Linked DNA regions of Mus musculus: all the other regions are linked to region 1. The links are chromatin contacts, called in public Hi-C maps. All regions are on one chromosome and are shown on one strand. The core of a region is the stretch at or near the end of the contact, and the rest is flanking DNA. Distances in the headings are between cores, read along the strand shown. Region 1 overlaps Plekha7 (pleckstrin homology domain containing, family A member 7). Region 2 has its middle 26 kb from the start of A730082K24Rik. Region 3 has its middle 41 kb from the start of Gm24982.

Region 1 (3,626 bases), core at 178-2,677:
TGACAGCATGCAACCGGTTAATAACCAAGGTGCTTTTCGTACTTCTGGGCAGAGCGTAGATTTTTACCTTCACCTAACGGATGAAGACTGATGGTCCTCTCTTCAGTTCTCCACCTGCCCCCAGCCTGACTCTGCAGGTTTATCTAAGTTACCTTTCCTAAAAGCTCTCTCATTCTTTCCTCTGGGACAGTGCTCTGGTGACAAGGCCCCTCCCCCATGCTATATACAGATTCAGTCTTCATAGCACCCCATTCCTGCAAGAATGTTAAATTTGTGCATTTGAGAGATGGCTCAGTAGGTAAGCTGCTTGCTGCCAAGGCTAATGACTCAAGTTTGATCTTGGGGACCCACATGGTAGGAAAGAACCAACTCTACTGGTTGTCTCAGTACATTTTAAATTAAAAAAAAAAAAGTTAATTTTGTTTTCCCCCAGCACCAGTGGGAATCCCTGTTTTTAACCTGCTAGCTAAAGTTCTGAAAACCTCTGTCCACGCTTTTAGGAATATTTAAGCTTGCGATTTTCAAAATGTCATCTTAATTTGCCTCAAGATAGTTTTCTTCCCCCTTGACTAGGTGGATTTTGGTCTCAGTAGCAGAACTGAACCCATGTGGCCCTTCAGTTTGTTGAAAGGTGGCAAGAAAAAAATCTGTCATCCGACCAGGACAGATCTAGAGTAGGAAGTAGACTGCATTGTAGCAGGAGGATTTAGGTTAGAGATAAGGAAGGACAGCAGAGGGCAGCCTCGCATTGCCAAGAGCACATGGAGGCTCTTTGTGAATAAGAAAGCCGCCAGACTGTTGGCAGCTACTGTTTAGGCTGTCAGAGAAAAAGACCTGGGGCAGGAGGCTGAATTTACTGACTGCAAGAACCAAGAACCTAGAAACTCAAGTACCGAGTTACCTACAGTGTTCTCTTTGTTCTCAGAGCTCCTTTCCCCCATGAATCCCTAACCATTCAAAGGGAAAAACAAAACAAAACAAAAACCTGCAAATGGATCTGCCCTGTCTCTTGAAATGGGAGGGCTAGGTATGTAGTTCTATGTACTTGGCATGTGTGAGACCCAGATTTTAACACACACACACACACAACCACAGTGGCAAAGTTCCCCCTCTACCTAAGTAGGGCACCTGTGGAAGACTTAGAATCTCACCCAAACTCAGCCTACACCTGGGAAAAATGCAGCAGGCCAAGTTCCTACACAAATGTTTTGGGGCACTGGAAATTCATATAACAATGTCTTCCACCAGCAGACATTTATAGCATGCCTACTGCGTGCCATCCTAGTGCTAGGGACACAAAGGACTGAAACAGCTGCAGACACTGCCCACAGACCACAGGTGACCAGAGATGTCTAGAAGACTGCCTGGCACTCCCTCCCTCCCTTCCTTTCTCCTGCCTTGTTTTCCTAGGCCTGACCTGTCATGAGGCAAGTGGGCCACTAGAGGGCAGCAGAAGAGTTCAGATCGAAATTGGCTCCAGTCCCGGCTGGAAATGTCTCCTGTGACTTTTCAGACCTGCCCTGTATTTTCCCACCACGTATGATAGTCTGCCTAAGAGGTCATTTTCGAGGGCCACCACTAATGATCCAGGGAACATTTTCTAATCCTCTTGGGAACATGCTGAGTCACTTAATTCTCCCCACATCATCAGAAATAGGCTTAAGTGTGATTTAGAACATGGACGCCTTTACGATCTCAAGCGTCCGGACCTTCCTGGGCAACAGTGAAGCTGAACCCTGCCTGGTGACTTCTAGAAAGCATGAAGGAAGCCCCTATCCTCACCTCTCTGCTGATGTCCAAGTCATAGTCTTGTGGCTCCAGGTCCAACTCCATGACAGGTGTGGCTTGCACTTTCAGCCAGCCCTCCTCTTTGTCTTTTCTGTCCCCCTGAGCAGCCCGTTCCAGCAGCTGCAGGTCAAACTCTTGTTCTCGCTTCCACTGGCAACAGAGGAGAGGGTTAACCTCACTTTCCGACCCATTCAAGAACCACACAGGGCCCTGAGGCCTAAGGACCTGGGAAGACGGACTTTTGAGACATTAGGCAAGTGTCATAGCTGTGTTGTGTGTGTGTGTGTGTGTGTGTGTGTGTGTGTGTGCGTGTGTGTGTGTGTGTGTAACTGAAAACTGGCCTCTGCCTTCGTCCTGTGGCCTCTTCCACACTGCTGGCTGTGCTCTGATCTAGGACCTCTGAGTATTCAAATGTGCATCCGTAGGGTCCTGGAGGAAGACCCATGACTTTAAGCCTACAGTGGTCCACAGGGACCCAGCAATTGGTAGAGAGTTCCAATCAGTACCAAGGAGTTGGTTGACCACCAGTGTTGCAAACTGCCGTGGAAAATGATAACCATTTGAGATAAGACAGTTTCCTTAAAATAGAAAACAAACTAAAAGTGAGATCAGAGGGAATTGCTCCAAGGCTGTTTCACAGTGGCAACTTTGTATCAATGTCTCTTCCCAGGAGGGAAAAATCTACCCAGGCACGTGTGCGCAGTTCCAAGATGGCTTCCTGTTCACTTCAGACCTCTGACCTTAAAAGAACAAAGGACTCTCTTGTGAGGATGAGACGATACTTAATGCCTCAGGTCACCTCCTCTCTCTCACTCCATTCATCTCACAGTACCCCAGCAGCCAAAGATACCTCACAACCACCCCGACCCGATCCTGTCGCCATGTCAGCACGCTCCACACATTCATGCACAAGCTCGGGTCCTCCGTAGCAAACCAACAGAATTGTGTGTGCTGATGGTTTTCCAATTACAGTTTGGATGACTTAGGCAACTGAAGTCCAGGGATAAATTTAATGGTTCACAAAGAAAACACACAATTCCTTACACGCTCACAAGTGCTCAAAAAGAGACAAGTCCTCATTTAAACCCAGCCTGATTGCTTCCACAAACAGCAAAAGTTCACCGCACTCTGCAAACTACCCTGCGGAAGAACCACGCCAATCCGTAATGGGAAGCAATATGTTTATTGGCGCTGACGAGACTTACACAAGCCTTTTTTTCCCCCAAAGAAAAAGCACAAAGGATTGGAGTTGTGGATCGGAAATACTCTCTGTATCCCAGACAGCAGGTTGTAGAAAGTCAGGGTTCTGATGTTTACTTATAATACTTAAAAGTTAATGGGTTTATAGCTTTTAAAGACACTATTCTAGTCATTTGGTGACTAACAGCTGCAGAGAGGCCCTCTGAATACAGTTTATTTTGCTATCTATTCAAGTTACTAGATAAGAATTACAAAAGCAATAAGGAATTGCATGATGGGATAGGAGGAGTTACCACCAAATGGCTTCAGACTACGCACTCTCTAAAGCTGATATTTACTGTCCAGGGTAAGGCATGGATGGAATCGGTAAATCCCCAATGCCCAGACCACTGCTAATGACCGTGGTCCTCACAGAGCAGCTTTTTGGATGGGTGAATTATCAGTCAGCTGGCCTACACAAAGCAGGGCAGTGGGAAGGTAAGCAACACCTAGGGATGCCTGCTAGTCTAGGGAGCCAAGAGCTGCTAGTACAAGCCTGGTCAGAGACAGCACTGGCTGGTTAGAGAGGGGCCAGTACCAATTCAGAGCGTCTGTAGAGACAATCAGGCAGGATTAGAGGCAATGAGCGCAGACACTAG
Region 2 (3,406 bases), core at 346-2,845, 1.2 Mb before region 1:
CATGATAGAACTAAGCCTTTATTAATTTGCATGCTAGAATTAAATCATCATTGTGCTAGAATTAAGACTTTATAAGAAAGTAAAGGTGTTTTCTGTCTTCAAGGACAGTTATACTTGGGCTGGGAAACTGGAAAGGAATGGGAATGTGAAAAGATGACTTAGAATTGATTGATGCAGACCTCCATCACTGTCTGATTTCACAAGGATGGTGATGAAGAGGAAAGGGAGAAAGTGATCCTGGAAAGGGCAGTGTGAACTCTGCACCCAGTTATTTTACAGGCTACATTGTATGGTGCTATACCATAACATATGCTGGCCATGTGATCTTGGATCAATCTTCTTACCTAGGTCTCTTACTTATCCACACACTTTGGACTGGGTGATTTTTTTCTGGTATTTCACATACTATGATTCTATTATTCTATTCCTATGCATTAATCAAAATAAGCAAAGATCAGGAGCTAGTGAATTGTGGGCTGTTTGGAGCTTGGGAAGTAGGACTCTGTGAGGATGCAGGTGGAGAAGCAGTTGAGTAGGGACAAAGGTTGGAGTTGGGCTGTGGAGAGAGGCTGGAGATGTCAGAATGGCAGGACATACCGAGTTTCTCTGCACTTGAAGTGCCTCTCTGCTCCTGGCTCTCACCTGTGACACAAACAGAGTCCTTTGAAACCAATTACCACAGTTTTTTTTCACTCTTTCCTTGACTGTGTTTGGGCTCACATTGGGGCAGTCCTAGATTAGAAGAATGTGGACTGAAGAGTCTTTGCTCAAGCACATTGGCTGCTCTCCTCTATGTGCTGGCTGCCTTCCACTCTAGGCTAGGGCTTCATTTTTACCATTTGTACTTACATACAACTTGACAAAGAAGAGCCTCTAAGGTTATATATTTAAGGACTCTGGAAGACACAACACTCATTGACTCTTGAAGCCTAGAAGCTATTTAAAGTCATACCTTGGTGCCCCTCTGAATTCTTTCTAACATGGATCCTATCCATAACATTCACAGGAAGAATGAGTGAGTGAGTGAGTGAGTGAGTGAGTGACTGAATGACTGACTGACTGACTGAATTACTGAATGGATGAATGAATGAATGATTAGATTCAAAGATGTAGAGAAGACTAAGTCCAGGGTGGCCAGGTGACTGCCAGTCAGAGCTGGAGTTGTGTCTCAGAGTCACCCCTCTTAGTAGTAGTTATTTAAAATAGAGACAGTAATACATGCCCTGCAAAGCAGCAGGTGTGAGGATCAAAAGGAGACTGCAGATAAAGCTTCTAGAATGGTGCTGAGCACACAGTTTGCACCCAATATTTTTAGGCTCTGGCCTGGCCCAAAGTCTCCCAGAGTGTCAGTGACAATCCCCTGACCTTTGAGAAGGTTTACGACCATAGGCAGCCTGGTCTATCTAGGGCAACTCTGGACACAACCTCACTGCACAGAGAATGATGGATTGAATGACCCTGGACCCTTTCCAATCCCCTTTGGGTCTTGAAACCAAGGGTGTACTTCTGATCCTGACCATTGGGTGGCACCAGCCCATCATCTTAGGTAACTAGACAGTGGAAGGCTAGGCCCTCTTGGCTACCCAGCAGGGGAGTTGGAAAGGGGGCTGTGGGGCGGGATCAAGAGAGTGGGTGGGGGAAGGAGCAGCTTAGAGAGTCCAGGTGTTTGTGCCTCTGCTCGACTGTCTGGATGCTTTGTGTATGACTGAGGTGGGAGTGGGCTCTATAAACATGAGGTTCAGGAGGTGTGTGTGTGTGTGTGTGTGTGTGTGTGTGTGTGTGTGTGTGGTGTCTTTATTTCTCCCCTGTATATGTACAAGTAATCATTTGACCTAAATGAAATCATTTGCCCCAAGGATATTGATTTATGGCTGTGGGTAAAGTGAGTCGAGGGCACATGGGATTTTCAAGATGTTAAAGGTATTAAAATTTAATTGACCTCCTGATTTTATACATGGGACAAACTGAGGCCAGAATGGGATTCTAACTGGTCTGAGGACCCTGGTTCCCTGATCTTGTCTACCACAGTCTCTGCATTGAACAAGGAACTGGACCAACCAAACATGGTGAGTCACCTGGAGAAGAGAATCTGGACCAAAGTGGGACCCGGAACGCCTTGTTTAGCCTAAGCCACATGATCATCATGGCTTCTCTCCTTTGTATTTTATTCTTTCCATCTGGATTCTAGAGCTAGCTCACACTGGCGTTGCCATGCCTCAGAGGACAGCTGTCCTTGTTTCAGAGCCTATGATAGACAGGTGACAGCTGAAAACTGAAGTCTTGATTTCTGCTCTTTCTCCCCATGCCACTTTGTTGTTGTTACTGCTTCAGTTGTGTTCTCCTGGAAGGCATCAGTGTCTCCTCTGTGGCCAAGGCACCCAGCTCCTAGAGGGTGGGGGTGTAGCAGGCATTGTTTTCCCCTTTACTGAGTCCCTCCCAGGCACCTCTCTTCCTTTTAATAAAAACCACTAGGCATGCTTCAGATCTGCTGAAGGCAGCAAAGATCCATGCACAGAGCTGGCCTGCAGTTCATAAACATGACAAAGATCCTTTGCCACATTTCTTTGGTTGATTCTGTCCTAGGTACCAGGCTAGGTCATTAGAATAAAGTTCAGATTTCCTGGGCTTGTATGTAGGCTCCTCAGCTAAATTGTCCTATGACCTCCAATTAATGTCTTTAGTCTTTTTTTTTTTTTTTTTTTTTTAGTATAGAATACAGTTAGCTCATAATCAGCCACCAAACGCAGACGCTATTGCATACGTCAGCAAGATATTGCTGAAAGGACCCTGATATAGCTGTCTCTTGTGAGGCTAAGCCAGTGCCTGGCAAACACAGAAGTGGATGCTCACAGTCAGCTATTGGATGGAACACAGGACCCCCAGTGGAGAAGCTAGAGAAAGTACCCAAGGAGCTAAAGGAATCTGCAACCCTGTAGGTGGAACAACAATATGAACTAACCAGTACCCCCAGAGCTCATGTCTCTAGCTGCATATGTAGCAGAAGATAGCCTAGTTGGCCATCATTGAGAAGAGAGGCCCCTTGGTCTTACAAACTTTATATGCCCCAGTACAGGGGAAACACCAGGGCCAAGAAGTGGGAGTGGGTGTGTAGGACAGGGGAGGGTATAGGGGACTTTAGGGATAGCATTTGAAATGTAAATGAAGTAAATACCTAATAAAAAATTGAAAAAAAAAAGAATACAGTTTATTCAGGGCATGGGGAGGGGAGTTCAGAGTGTAGTAGAAGCAGAGAAAGGCAAAGAGAAGGAGAGAGTAGAGAAGTAGAGGCTGGCCATGACCACATAGAAAGAGGGGGCGAAGGGAATGGGGAAAGGGGAAGCAAGGGGCAAGAGGCAAGAGTATGAGAGTAAGAGAGGCAAGAGAAGCAAGGGCAATGTCTTTAGTC
Region 3 (3,720 bases), core at 1,001-3,500, 1.3 Mb before region 1:
TACAGCTGAGAATATCTGTGGTCCCGTGATGCGCCTCAAACCTGCCCTACAAAGCTTCCTCTGCAATCAGCCCTGTGAGAATGCGTTCATCTGGTTTCAAATAAAGATGCATGCCCTTGTCTACGAGAGCTGACAAGATGGCCATTGTTGTCTGGAAATGGTTTTCAGAACGGCTTTTGCAGGAGACAGGGAGGCCCCATGACATAAGAAAATCACTGCGGTCCTAGTTATTTAGGAATCAGTGATATGTTACATTGCTGAAGTCAATCTCACCGAGCTCTCTTTAGGCTTGCCTTTCCTATGCGGATGGGGTGGGAAATGTCGAGGCTGAATCCTTTCCAAGCCATTTCTTGTCTCTGACATTTGACTGGTTCAATCTATCCTTCTACAACTGTTGACTCCCTAATAGCAAGTCTTTTGTCTCTCTGTGAGTCGCTATTTTTAACACTTCGGAGGATACAGGACTTACAAATCTGCAATGTTTTGATAAAAGCTGTAACTATTATCTTCCTAGAAAAACACGCACTCACAGAACGTATACTCACTTATGTTTTGTTTAGAAGCCCTAAAGCCCACTTGTGCTCTGGAATGAAAAGCTCATTTGGACTTGTATTTTTGTTGTAAGCTGTCTTAAATACAGCTGATTTTGGATTTATCTTAACTTTTTTGTCTTTGAAATAGTGAAAAACTGATAAAGATATAAAGAAAAGTCCAGTGGGTATGGATAGCCATGGATCCTGCAGCTGAATTGTTACTGTCCATTAGGCCTCCTCTCCTTCTTCCTCCCTCTCCTTCCTGTTTTTCATCTTCCCAAACTTCTCTTGTTTTTCCCTTCTTCCTCCTTCCTTGCTTCCTTCCTTTTTCTTCCCTTCCTTTCCTTTTTCTTTCCTTCCTTTCCTTTTTCTCTCCTTCCTTTCCTTTTTCTCTCCTTCCTTCCTTCCTTCCTTCCTTCCTTCCTTCCTTCCTTCCTTCCTTCCTTCCTTCCTTCCTTCCTTCCTCCTCCCTCCCTCCCTCCCTCCCTCCCTCCCTCCCTCCCTCCCTCCCTCCCTCCTTTCCTTCCTTCCTTCCTTCCTTCCTTCCTTCCTTCCTTCCTTCCTGCCTTCCTTCCTTCCTTTCTTCCTTCCTCCCTTCCTCCCTTCCTTCCTATGTCCATCAGTCCTCATTTTGAAACATTTAAAGATAAATTGCAGGGATCACTGAAGTACAGGTGGGCTATGATTTAGCATAGATGCCTGCCATTGCAGAGTGCTCAGGGAAAGATGGTATTTATTTATTTATTTATTTATTTATTTATTTATTTATGAGATTGCCCTGGCTTTAGACACAACCTCTCCTCTTCTGTCTGTTATGGGATCGAGCTGTATGTGTGGATGACTCACACTTATGAAATGCTACTGCACACATTCCTTACAGGGGGCTGGATCCCTGGAGTTGCAGGAAGCCCAGATTTTTCCCTTTCATCCCTAGGGGAGGGTGGGGCCACAGCAAACATAATTGCAAACAGAAAGCAGAGCAGGCTGGGGCTGCTTTAGGAAACGAGATAAGGGATGTCAGAGAGGGAAAGGACAGCATATATCCTCTAGAGGTAAGGGCTTGGGGAAGACATGCCAGAAGGCATGATGAAAAGTAACATTTATTCAACCCTTTGAAGAAAGGGCACTTTGGGTATCCATGACAGTGTAACCAACTGGTATAAGCTGGCTTCAGCATGGTTTAAGTATAGCAATAAAGGATCAGTTCTCTTTTGGGTATTGCTTGTACATATCATCTGTCTCTCTGCTGGCTTGTCCCTAAATGACTCTATCGCAGTAGCTCTTTAAGCCTCTTGGGGGGTCTTCCTTGGAGGTTGTGGCTTTTTGAGTCTCTTGGAGCTGTTCTTTCATTTTGAAGATGAGACTTAGAGGTTCCCTCTGCTCACATGACATTTGGAGAAAGATCTGGGGGCTGGGTCATGTATATAACATAGCCTGGTCCCCCCCCCCCCCCGCCACCTCTATTCTGTAATTCAAGTAGAGTTTGACCTAGTTACCTTTGCTTAGCTCCATTTAGCCAGGCGCATCCCTAAGTTTTGAGAGCAAAACAGTACCTGTGATTTTCTTATGAGCCACAAGAGGGGGAAGTGTGAACACAAATGAAAAAGAAAATTAAAAAAAAAAAAAAAAAAAACCACTCAAAAAACCAACCTCGCTGGCGAAACCCAGCTGGCAAGTGAGCATGTTTTCCGAGGCTTCGTTCCTGCTGCCAGCCTGGCAGCTCCAATCTGTTGTGTGTCCCCACTCTCTCTCTCTCTCTCTCTCTCTCTCTTTTCTCTGCCACTGTTCTTTCTCTGCCCCTCTCTCACTTTGTCTCTCACTGTCCCTCTGGAATTTCTCTGGGAAAAAAAGATGCAAATTGTTCTGCTGTCTTTAGAACGAAAAATTAATGAACAATTCCTAGGTGGGGTGGTGGGGGACCAAGATCTGAGGGAGTTTTTTTTTTTTTTTTTTTTTTTTTTTTTAACTATAATCTCAAAGTCAGCCAATGAGGGAGTTTTAGAAGCTCCTTACTTTTTGTTCATAAAAACAAAGCAGAGAGGCCTCCTCATCCTCAGGTGAGACCTTGATCCTCCTTGCTGGCCTCTGAGGTGGCAATGGTTGCGCAATATCACCACCTTGCAGAGTAGTGAGCATAGGTACAGATATGTCCAAGGGTTAGGTCAACATCACACAGCTAGGGTTAGAGCTGACTTTGAACAGGGCACTCTGATTAGAACGCCTCTGCCCTTAAGCCCCTTTATTGTCACTGAATCATATCATCAGTGGATGTAAAGTGTTCAGGGGCAGGGAGGGCATGGTCCTGATGCAGACCCTAGTGAGCAACTCAGATCAGAGGTGTCCCACAGGTGTGGGAGCCAGTTTCAAGGGTAACTGTTGAGACAGGAAGCTGCTGCATGGAGGTGACAAAGGATGGAAATGGGTGACAAGAAGATCGGTGTACTTAAGGAGGGGAGTGCAAGTGGGCAACAAGACCACCCAGAGCAGTGGCCAGGCCAACAGCTCTCAACTCTTTGCAGGGATTTGGAACTTTCGTCTCTGGGACCTATCAAGTTTCTGAGGTTCTGCCTGGTCAGAGCTTTGCCAGGCAGTGGGGGGATCTCATGATTATTTGGGCACATGCTTTCTGGTTAGGCCATGGTCTGGGAAGTGGAATGACCTATGGTTATTTTCATTTGTGTTCCTTTCGCTTCTCCTCAGGCTGTCTAGGGAAAGGCTCCATGGCCTAGGCTGTGGGAACTGCCCTGTCCATCGATGATAGAATGCATTTCAATTAATTCCTCATGTGTCATTGCAGACCATGCAGAACTAACTTTTTCTTAGAGTTAACACTGTATTATCATGAACACAAAGCATATTACATATAGAGAATTTAGAAATTAAAGTCCAGAAAGACGGTCTTACAGCGAGCGTCTCACCGCCCTGAGATAGTCAGTGTTTACATTTTTTTCTTTTTTCTTTTCCTGATCCTTATTTCCCCCTTCTCCTCATCTTTGTTCACACTTTCTTTAATGGTCTCCACGGGAGTCCTTCCTGGAAGTGCTGTAAAGAAACACATGTCACAGTCCATTGTGAAGCAGTGTGGGAGCAACCCTCATTTCTAGCACATACATTTCAAGAGTCACTGTGTAGACTGATATGACTTCTGGGCCTTCTCTACAATGTGGGCATGGCTTGGGCAGAGAAC

What was found. A called contact is a pair of places that touch in the nucleus more often than the background predicts.
Region 2: a Hi-C map of the N1E-115 cell line shows a contact between it and region 1, with 13 times the contacts expected there. The contact joins two enhancer-like sites. A contact is called at or near these places in 2 of 39 promoter capture datasets (cranial neural crest and second pharyngeal arch cranial neural crest), 1 of 15 datasets of contacts at CTCF or cohesin (pro-B cells), 4 of 484 Hi-C or Micro-C datasets (the N1E-115 cell line, embryonic fibroblasts, myocytes and 1 more) and 1 of 9 other capture datasets (embryonic stem cells).
Region 3: a Hi-C map of the N1E-115 cell line shows a contact between it and region 1, with 5 times the contacts expected there. The contact joins two enhancer-like sites. A contact is called at or near these places in 5 of 484 Hi-C or Micro-C datasets (the N1E-115 cell line, cerebral cortex, cortical neurons and 1 more) and 2 of 115 datasets of contacts at active chromatin or transcription factors (astrocytes and extraembryonic endoderm stem cells).

The regions. Positions count from the first base shown.
Region 1 is chr7:116,130,839-116,134,464 of GRCm38.p6, forward strand. Plekha7 (pleckstrin homology domain containing, family A member 7) reads right to left here. Exons shown (of 27, transcript NM_001305185.1): 24 at 1,783-1,938. Among named protein-coding and RNA genes, the nearest start is that of 1110004F10Rik, 39 kb to the left of the region's middle. Within about 2 kb of position 1,428, at least 38 of the 459 cell types and tissues checked have an H3K27ac peak or open chromatin away from gene starts, as enhancers often do. A contact at or near this core is called in the N1E-115 cell line, where this site is marked.
Region 2 is chr7:114,920,841-114,924,246 of GRCm38.p6, forward strand. No RefSeq gene overlaps it. Among named protein-coding and RNA genes, the nearest start is that of A730082K24Rik, 26 kb to the right of the region's middle. Within about 2 kb of position 1,596, at least 18 of the 459 cell types and tissues checked have an H3K27ac peak or open chromatin away from gene starts, as enhancers often do. A contact at or near this core is called in the N1E-115 cell line, where this site is marked.
Region 3 is chr7:114,872,106-114,875,825 of GRCm38.p6, forward strand. No RefSeq gene overlaps it. Among named protein-coding and RNA genes, the nearest start is that of Gm24982, 41 kb to the left of the region's middle. Within about 2 kb of position 2,251, at least 28 of the 459 cell types and tissues checked have an H3K27ac peak or open chromatin away from gene starts, as enhancers often do. A contact at or near this core is called in the N1E-115 cell line, where this site is marked.